2 separate regions of the Callithrix jacchus genome follow, and region 2 is linked to region 1. A link is a contact called in public Hi-C data. All regions are on one chromosome and are shown on one strand. Each heading gives the region's core, a stretch centred on a gene start, on an enhancer-like site or on the middle of the called end of the contact. The rest is flanking DNA. Distances are from core to core; before and after follow the strand shown. Region 1 overlaps LOC118151628 (a long non-coding RNA gene). Region 2 overlaps LOC118151628 (a long non-coding RNA gene).

What was found. A called contact is a pair of places that touch in the nucleus more often than the background predicts.
Region 2: a Hi-C map of induced pluripotent stem cells shows a contact between it and region 1, with 2.8 times the contacts expected there. The contact joins two enhancer-like sites. A contact is called at or near these places in 2 of 3 Hi-C or Micro-C datasets (induced pluripotent stem cells and skeletal muscle).

What each region holds. Positions count from the first base shown.
Region 1 is chr2:137,779,432-137,783,630 of calJac240_pri, forward strand. All of the region lies in intron 4 of LOC118151628 (a long non-coding RNA gene), which reads right to left. Among named protein-coding and RNA genes, the nearest start is that of FOXD1, 140 kb to the left of the region's middle. Within about 2 kb of position 2,095, at least 2 of the 16 cell types and tissues checked have an H3K27ac peak or open chromatin away from gene starts, as enhancers often do.
Region 2 is chr2:137,860,269-137,864,771 of calJac240_pri, forward strand. All of the region lies in intron 1 of LOC118151628 (a long non-coding RNA gene), which reads right to left. Among named protein-coding and RNA genes, the nearest start is that of TMEM174, 67 kb to the right of the region's middle. Within about 2 kb of position 1,828, at least 2 of the 16 cell types and tissues checked have an H3K27ac peak or open chromatin away from gene starts, as enhancers often do.

The sequences.
Region 1 (4,199 bases), core at 845-3,344:
GATTTACTCTCTCTCCTTTTTTTCATGATTAAAAACAACATACTTAATATTAAGTCATATTAATTGCAGCTTTTCAGGCAATTAATATTACTCCCAAACTGGAAACAACTCTAATGTCCAGCCTCAGAAGAGTGGATGAGCAAATTACGGTCCATTCATATAAGGGAATACGACTCAGCAACAGAGAAGAGCTAACTACTGATACAGCAACACAAATGAATCTCAAAAACATGCTGATTAAAAAAAATACAACAGAACACATATTGCATGATTCCATTCGTATGAGATCCGAGACTAGACAAAACTAACCTATAATGACAGAGGGCAGATTGGGGTTGCCTGGGGCCAGGGTGGTGAATTGTCAGCAAAGGGGTACAAGGGGATTTCTGAGTGAAGGGAATGTTCCATATCATGAAGGGGCACACATTTATCAAAAGTCACCCAGCTGCACACTTAAAATGGGCATATTTTATTGTGTGTAAATTTCTCTCCATAATGTTGACTTTAAAACAAGAGTTAAAAACAATTAAAACAAGACCGTGGAGTATTAATTTGGATCTCTGAAAATGTCAGATTTTAAAAGATATGCACCAAATGGTTTAGTCATGGTTATTCCCAGGGAGTAGAATTTGTGGGCAAGGAATGAGAGGAATGTGTTCTGTTTTATTTACTGTATGCTCTTCTCGGAAATAGGTGTTGCCTTTGTAAGAAGAAGAAGGAAGAAGGAGGAAGAAGAAGAAGGAGGAAAGGAGGGGGAGAAGGAAGAATGAGGAAGAGGAGGAGGAAGGAGGAGGAGGAGGAAAGGAGGGGGAGAAGGAAGAAGGAGGAAGAGGAGGAGGAAGAAGGAGGAGGAGGAGGAAAGGAGGGGGAGAAGGAAGAAGGAGGAAGGAGGAAGAGGAGGAAGGAGGAGGAGGAGACAGTTTCATCTAAGATAATGGAACACTGAGAGAAGTTGAGGGAAGCCTCCCCAGTTCTTCGTGTGCTCACATTTATGGTGTGGGTTTAGCTGTGTGTGGTTATCATGTGGTTAAATCAACATCATGCTTTGTGCTTGCAAGAGGTAAACTGGAAGACGCCCCTGTGTGGAGGTTGTGGGCTCCTAATCTGAGCTGGGCTGTGTTTGCGGAGGCACACCTTCCCCAAGTGGAAAATCACAGGCAGCCAACAATTTAGCCCTGAGAATGGCTGTGGCAGCCCCATAAACCCTCCAGGAAGTGACCATCTTAGAGTAAGAGCTGCTGGGTCCCTAAAGAGCTTCACTGACTCTACAGAGATTCTGGTTCCCACCCCTTCCCTCCTAGGGTTCTTAGCGTTTCTTTTAAAAAGCGGTCCCATCTCAGCTGGGTGAAGGGGAATCCAGAACTTTTTTGGTTGTCTCATTTGTTTTGGCATCGAGTTTCAGAGAATAGGAGATTGTCTTTGGTGGCCAGACTTCGTGGTGACTGAAGGCATAAAAATGAGGAGCAAGGAGACAAGTCTGCTTACACAGACCTCCACCCCCATTCCACTCCTAAGCAGTGTTTATTTCTAGGATTTTCTGTGAAAAACGGGGCGCGGGGGTGGGAGTTAGGGTAGAGGCGCTTGGTTATAACCACATGTGCCCAACAGAAAACAGTAATTTAAAGATTAGCTTGCAGGGCAGCATGCCTTCCCACATGGCAAGAGGCAAGTCTGGCGGGCCTCTGGCTGCCGGGTGATTTGGAGAAGCCCCGGCCGCGCGCGCCTGTGCCTGGTAAGGGCTTGGGACTGACTGACCGGTCTGTGTTCAGCCGCTTCGGAAACAGAAACTTCCCTGGTGGCATGGGAAAGAAAACACCAATCTAATCCTGAAAGGGTAACTTTAAACCAAAGCCCGACCAAGAAAGAGAGTGGGAGAGAGACTGCCAACCAAGACGGGCCAGAAATAAAAGTCCCATTGTCCTTGCGGTACAGCTCACAGCCGCACCTCCCGTCCGCTTGGCCTGCGCTGCACCCTGACACCCGAGAGACAGCGCTCCAGTGGCAGGCGGCCTTCGTCTCGCGCGCTGCAGCCAGGGCTCACGCTGCATGGGGATGGCAGAGACTGGGAGGTCATGACACCGCACATCATGAAACAGGAATGCAGCTAACAGCAACCCCGTCAGAAAACAGGAATGATGTATCTGGGAGTGCTAGGTCAATGCGCGGAGGGCGGGGTGAGAAAAGGAGGGGAGCGGGGGAAGGGGAATCGTCCTAGCTCAGCTGCAGCTGAGGGCAGAGACCCTGCCTGCCTTCAGGAGTGAGACAGGTCCTAGGAGATTTTTTTAGTGGCTGCAGGCCAAACAGAGCCACTCAGAAAGGCTCTCCTCCAGCCAAAGTGCAGGCAGCCGCTCACCCTGGGGGCCGAGGCTGTCTGGGGAAGCCATTTGCTTAATAAAGATCCTTGAGGTTGGCGGGGTGACTCACGCCTGTAATTCCAGCACTCTGGGAGGCCAGGGCTGCAGGAAGATGGCTTGAGGCCAGGAGTTTGAGACCAGCCTGGGTCATTCAGCGGATTGTCTAATTTTTTGTAGAGACAAATCAAGCTACAAAAAATAAGAAAATTAGCTGAGTGTGGTGACTACTAGGTCTGTAGTCCTAGCTACTGGGGAGGCTGAGGCAGAAGGATCACTTGAGTCAGGAGGTAGAAGTTACAGTGAGCTATGATTGTGCCACTGTAACCCATCCTCGGCAATGCAGCAAGACTCTGTCTCCGTTAAAAAAAATTCCCTTGGAAGAACAAAAATCTTCAAAATACAAGTTTTTAAAAGAGTGGCTAGACCATTAACGGACTGGCAAAGTAGAAAGAGCCTGGGATCAAAGGCAGAGGCCATGGATTTTAGTCTCTGACTCTGGATCAGTCACCTGTCAGCTTTGGTTCTGACAGCAGTTACAGTGAAGAGGCTGGTCCTGCATTTGCCATCCCTTCTGGATCTGGCTTTCTGAGCTTCTCTGAGCAAGAACCTCCTAGATCCAGAGAAGGAGGTTTCCTCACCTGCCCCCTTCCCTCTGGTTATCTCATTCCCACCACTGCTTTTGGGAGATCTTTGAGGGTTCCGCCAGCTGGGAAATCACCCTGTTTTTTGAATGAAACCCATTAAAACCCAAAGCCTCAATCACTCAAACTGGATGAGTATAGAGGTGTGGAGCTTGGTGGCCTTGAAGGTTCTCAGTGCTGGGAAGGGTAGGTGCTGCCACCATGGTGACAAGGGGTCTGGGCATGCTGAAGACAGCTTAGAAGGCTTTGCAGGGTCACACCTGGATCCTCCCTCCGTACCGTCCACCAAAAGAGGAAAAGTAGAAGCTTTTCCCAAAACTTAAGAACATTCTAAAAACTGGTCCTTCCTTACAGATGGGCCGCATTCCCAGAGGACTGCTTAATCCTGGTGTGATTATGTATGTGTTAGCAGTTAGTATTGGCTAGCATTCAGGCAGGGGCTTTGGCCTCAGATTTGGCTGTAACTAGCTCTGTAGCCTCAGTAGAACCATGGCTCCTCTCTAGGTCTCAGTTTCCACATGTGTAAAGCGAAAGGCTGAGTGGGATGATCTCTAACAGCCTTTGAAGACATTCTGATTGGTGTGAATTATCCTTGGTACACCCTGCTCTGCCAGTCTCTCCTGTTTTTCCATCTTTGTCAAGGTGTACGGGCTGGGTTGGTGAGAAGTGATGGTGAGCTGAGGCCCTGGGTAGAACAGTCTGGAAGTACAACAGTGCTGGGGGATCTTGGACACCAGCAGTCCTTTGCTCTGCTGCATGCCCTTTACCAGTGGCACAGACAGGCAAATCGGAGGGCAGGGCTGGCTTCATGGAAGTGTGATCTTGGAAGGGTCCCACACTTAGTTTAACGTTCCAATGCTGCTGCCTTGAAATTTTAAAAAACCTTTTAACAAGGGGCCTGTATTTGCATTTTGCACTGGGCTCTGCAAATCATGTAGTCAGTCCCAAAAGGCAGCCCTGCCAGGGGACAGCTACTTGGATCAGGAGCCAGTGGGGACAGATCTGGTAAGGGTACAGTGCCACAGATTCCAGCTCCACAGACGACAGGGCAGGAGATCTATGGGGTGTGTGGACGTGGCTAAATATATGGATGTGCAAGCAGTTAACAGTGAAAATAAACTGGTAATTCTTAGGTAGGGAACTTTTTCTTAACAAAAAGCACAAACAAAATACATATATCAAATGTGGTCAGGCACACGTGTGT
Region 2 (4,503 bases), core at 578-3,077, 81 kb after region 1:
CAACGAACACGTGCAGACATGTCTTCAACATACTGACTTTCATTCTTTTGCATATATACCCAGAAGTGGGGATTGCTGGATGGCATAGTAATCCTATTTTTTATTTTTTGAGGAGCCTCCATACTGTTTTCCAAAGTGGCTGTACTAATTTACACCACCACCAATGGTATACAAGTTCCAGTTCTCCACACCCTCACCAAGATTTGTTGATCTTTTTGATAGTATCCAATCTAACAGATGTGAGGCAATAGCTCGCTGTGGTTTTCATTTGCATTTTTCTGATCCTTAGAGATGTTGAGCGTTTACAAAATATATCTGTTAACCATTTGTATGTCTTCTTTTGAGAAATGTCTATTTAGAAACCAGGCAGAGTGTCAGACCAGCTAAATGGGAATAGAGGCAGGGTTTCAATCCCAGGAATGGGGAGAGGGGAAGAGGGGATGAAGGTCTGGATAACCAAGAAGTCTAGCTACGAAAATTGAGCAGTTTAATCTGGTGTATGTGATATATATGGGGGAGGGAGGAGATGGCAGGAACAGCATTGTTACCAGTTTCACATATCTGGCACTTAAAATGTCTTGTTTTATTTCAAGGGGAGGTATTTACCTAGCACCTGTAGGACTTTGGAAACCCTTGTCCAAATTTTGCTTTTCCCACTGCACCCAAGCAGGGCCCAGCAGACTACCCAATAATCCTTTGCAGTTTATAATTGGACCCGGTTGGTTCCCTGAATAAAGACTTTCCACAGTGCAGAATCTACATCCCCTTGGTCCTCCAACAATTTCTGTCATTCGGGGGGCCCCAGATTGCCCCCAGGGCAGAACCGTGAGATTCATGGGACATCTGAACTCTGCCCACAACACTTTTTAACCCGATGGCTACCCCTCTGACTCCGATGACCTTTCGGGGGTGGGGGAGGCAAAAAAACCACCCTTCCTTTCTCCTCGTTATCCCACCCTGTCACCTCCGTTTTCTACAAAACACATGTACTTTTGAAAAAAACGTCTTTCATCTGGGACATGTTTTCTTTACCCGAGCAAGTGTGTGTGAAGGGGCGGGAAGGGAAGGGGTACCAAAGTGCCCAGCCGCAAGAGCACCTACAAAAACAATCCCGCCCCGGGCGAGGCAGCGAGGGGAAATCGCACCAAGGAAGGTGACTCGCCACTCCCGGAGGCTGAGCCGCTAGCCCAGGGCAGTCCTGGGCGGTGACGGGGGCGGAGGGATGAAGGGAAAAGAGATGGAGGTGGGGGAAGGGCACGAGGAGGGGGAGGGGTTGGTCCCGAGCAATTCAATGGCGCTTTGATTTAACAACTCCAAGCCCTTTGAAAACATTTTGCCAAGAAAAGCTTGCCATCAACACGTATAATCTCTTATCAGAGGCCCCTGAAAGCCCGGGCCCCGGGGTTAATTCCCCCATCGCAATGAGTTTGAATCAGCTCTAAACCCGCAGTGACATGAAAGCGCCCGAGCCTAGGGCCGCACAGAGCCCACTGAGATCCGCCGACCGGGGAGGATTACGGGGCCTGTTCCGCGGCGGGCTCGCCGGCGGGACGGGCAGGCTCAAAAGAAAAAGAATAATTAGGGATAATTGCTTGTGTCCAAACACAAGCATTAAGGCCCCCTGTTCCCCTTTGGGACTTTGTGAGCCAGAATGAAAGAGACACCCCCTGTTTTGACAGCTGGACCAGCGGCCTGGATCGGTGACCGAGGGAGGAAGCGCTCCCGGCTGCTGGGAACGCGGCCGAGCCGGGCTGCGGGTGGGCATGGGACTGGCCCGGCCCAGCGCAGGCGGGGTTCACGCGTGGGTCCCCGCTTCGGCGACAGCCCTCTCTGAGCTAGGGAGTGTGCGGACTGCATCCCCGTCCCGCGCCTGCGAAAGCCCAGGGGCCTGGTGCGGGCTTTGGGCAGCTAAGGCCCGCGTCCTGCGCGCACATGGCTCTAGGACCGAAGGGCAAGCGCGGACCTGGCGCCCGCTGCGAGCCGCTGGGACGTCTGGGGCCGCGGAGCCCTGGTCGTGACACCCCTCCAGGTTCCACATCCGGCCGCCTGTGATCTCTTCAGCCCCACCAACACTCACAAGCGGGAATATCTGATCCCACCTCGTTCGGAGTGGGGCGGCCTGAGTTACAATTGGAGACACCCGAGTCCCAGGGTGGTCCCAGCCACATCCTCCCTTGAAGCTGAGGCCCAAGTAGGAGGCCTCCCCTAGTGACTCGGGAGTGACGGAAAATTAAACACAAAGGGGACAACGGCTTACTACACACCCGCTGAATCAGGTCTAGCCTACCGCCCCGCAATCCTTAGAGTGGCTTGCTGTTCGGGTTTGGGGCCAGGGCTTTCCTGAGAGGAGCTTGCACAGGCCAAGGCCTCCAACCTCCGGGGCCCAACTGCCTGGTGGCTTGGCTATTTGCCCTGTGTCATTCGGAGTCCAGGAATTCACAGTGCTTGAGGTGGCCAAGCCACTTTTTGAGAGATACCTGGGGGTGCAAAAGTTGGCAGTTGTCAGCGGGGTGTCAGCGGAATGCCAGCTCCTAAGCGGGGATGAGGAGGAGGGCAGAGAAGGTAGGAAACCTGAAGGAAATATGGGCTTCGAGACCACCCTGAACACCTGGACCACCCAGGCCGAGGCCTGGAACTGCCGAGCCTCGAGGCCAGCATGGCCAACCGGCCAGACAGTCCGGAAAGGGCAGTGAATCTTCCAGAAGCCCTATCTGGGAGGATACCGCCCTGTCTCTGGGCAGCGGCCTGAAGCCCAGCGGCGGGCAGAACCACCCGCGCGGCAACCCCAGATGTTCCACCAGCTCTCCCGCTGCCAAATATACATCATATGCGGGACTGGAGGAAGAGTGGGGAAGCGGCGCGGCGGACACGCGGGCATGAGTGATTAATTAAAGGGAAACCACATCCGACAAGAAAAGAGTTTTCTGAAAGGAGCACAGTCCAAGAGGAGCTCCCGACCCTGCAGCTGCAGCCCAGACGGATCCGCCAGCTGCCAGGCCCTCCCCACGCAGCACAGGACGCGCGCTGAGGCCTGTTGGTCTGCGGAGGGGACCTAGCTTTCAAAACCTGAGTGTTTTAAATAAAGCCCTTAAGTTAAGAGTTTTCCATTTTAACCCGGGTATGCGCAGGGAGGTAGGTGGGATGATCTCTGGTCCTCCCACGGGCGGCCGCAGACACTTGTGCTCTACTGGCTGCAGCCCGCAATGGTTGGAGAAAGTGCCCGCCCGCCTGGCTCGGAGGACGCCTAAGCTCTCCCGGGTTTCTGAGTCTATACAGCGGGAACCCAGGTTAGTAAGTAAAGCAAAGCCAGCTTGAGTTCACCAGACAAGACTGATGGAGACGAAGATTTGAGATCGAAAGTTTCAGACCTAGGCAAAGCTCAAACACGCCCATGTGTTTCTCTCCTTCCTCCCACCCTCATGATTCTGGGGAAAACCGATGACAGCAACATTGCCACCAAATAGAGAAAGAATGCTATTTATTGAACATCTATTTATTTTCATTTGACTTCTGATTGCCAGTGTTATTAAAATTCTCCCAGCTTATCAAGGATTAACATACAAAATAAAGTATATAATCGTAGGTGGATGTTTTGTTTGGGGTTTGTTTTGGTTTGGTTTTTTAAAATTGTAGATTCCTACTAATTTTCTTCACGAGAGGATAGTTGGGAACACTCTAAATGAGGAAAGACGTTGTGTTTCTCTGTCGTTTAAGGATGATCTATTTCAGCCTCCTTTTAGTTTAAAATTTAGGAAATCATAAAATGTGGGATTTGAAGTAGTGAACTGTTTCTTTGTGCAAAAATGGGTGATGCTATCTGAATCTGTGTACTGCAGCACACTTCTCACATTAGGTCTGAGGTTTGGAGGTAATCAATGCTTTATTTATTTGTCCTAGAAGACAGGGGGTGGGGAGGAGAATACTCTGATGACAGCAAGAGAGACCTTCCTACCCTTTTCCCGTGATTCCGCAATCGTCCCTCTTCTCTCTCCAGCTGCTTAATCAGCCTGCCCTAAAGAGAGGGCTTTGGTGTGGGGTTTTGGTTTTGTTTTGTTTTTGAGATTTAATACTGCATATATTTCATCACGCCACACTGGTTTCAACAACACGTAAAAGCCATGAAATTTGACATTCGTTTCAGAGCCTTGGCCAAGAGATGAAATTATTATACCAAGAAAAAAAATGATGCTTAGGAAAGTGAGAACTTCCATAGACTCCATACCTCACCAGAATTACAACATTTTTGCTTAGGCTGCTGTGTGGGCCTGTTCCCTTGATGGACTCAAAATAGGCGAGACAAACCGAAAACGGAGGTGTGAAAAAGACGCAAGAAGTTTGATTCCGTGCCCCGCAAAAGTCAGTTTGGCGTCCCGAAGTTACTCCGTGGTTACGCCTGCAGGCCGCACCCCAGACTGGTAACCCCAGAGGGCACAGCAGGAGTCGGGCGGGTTCCGGACCCGGAGGGCTGCGACGTGGCGGGTGGGCCGGCGCTGGGCGGACCCC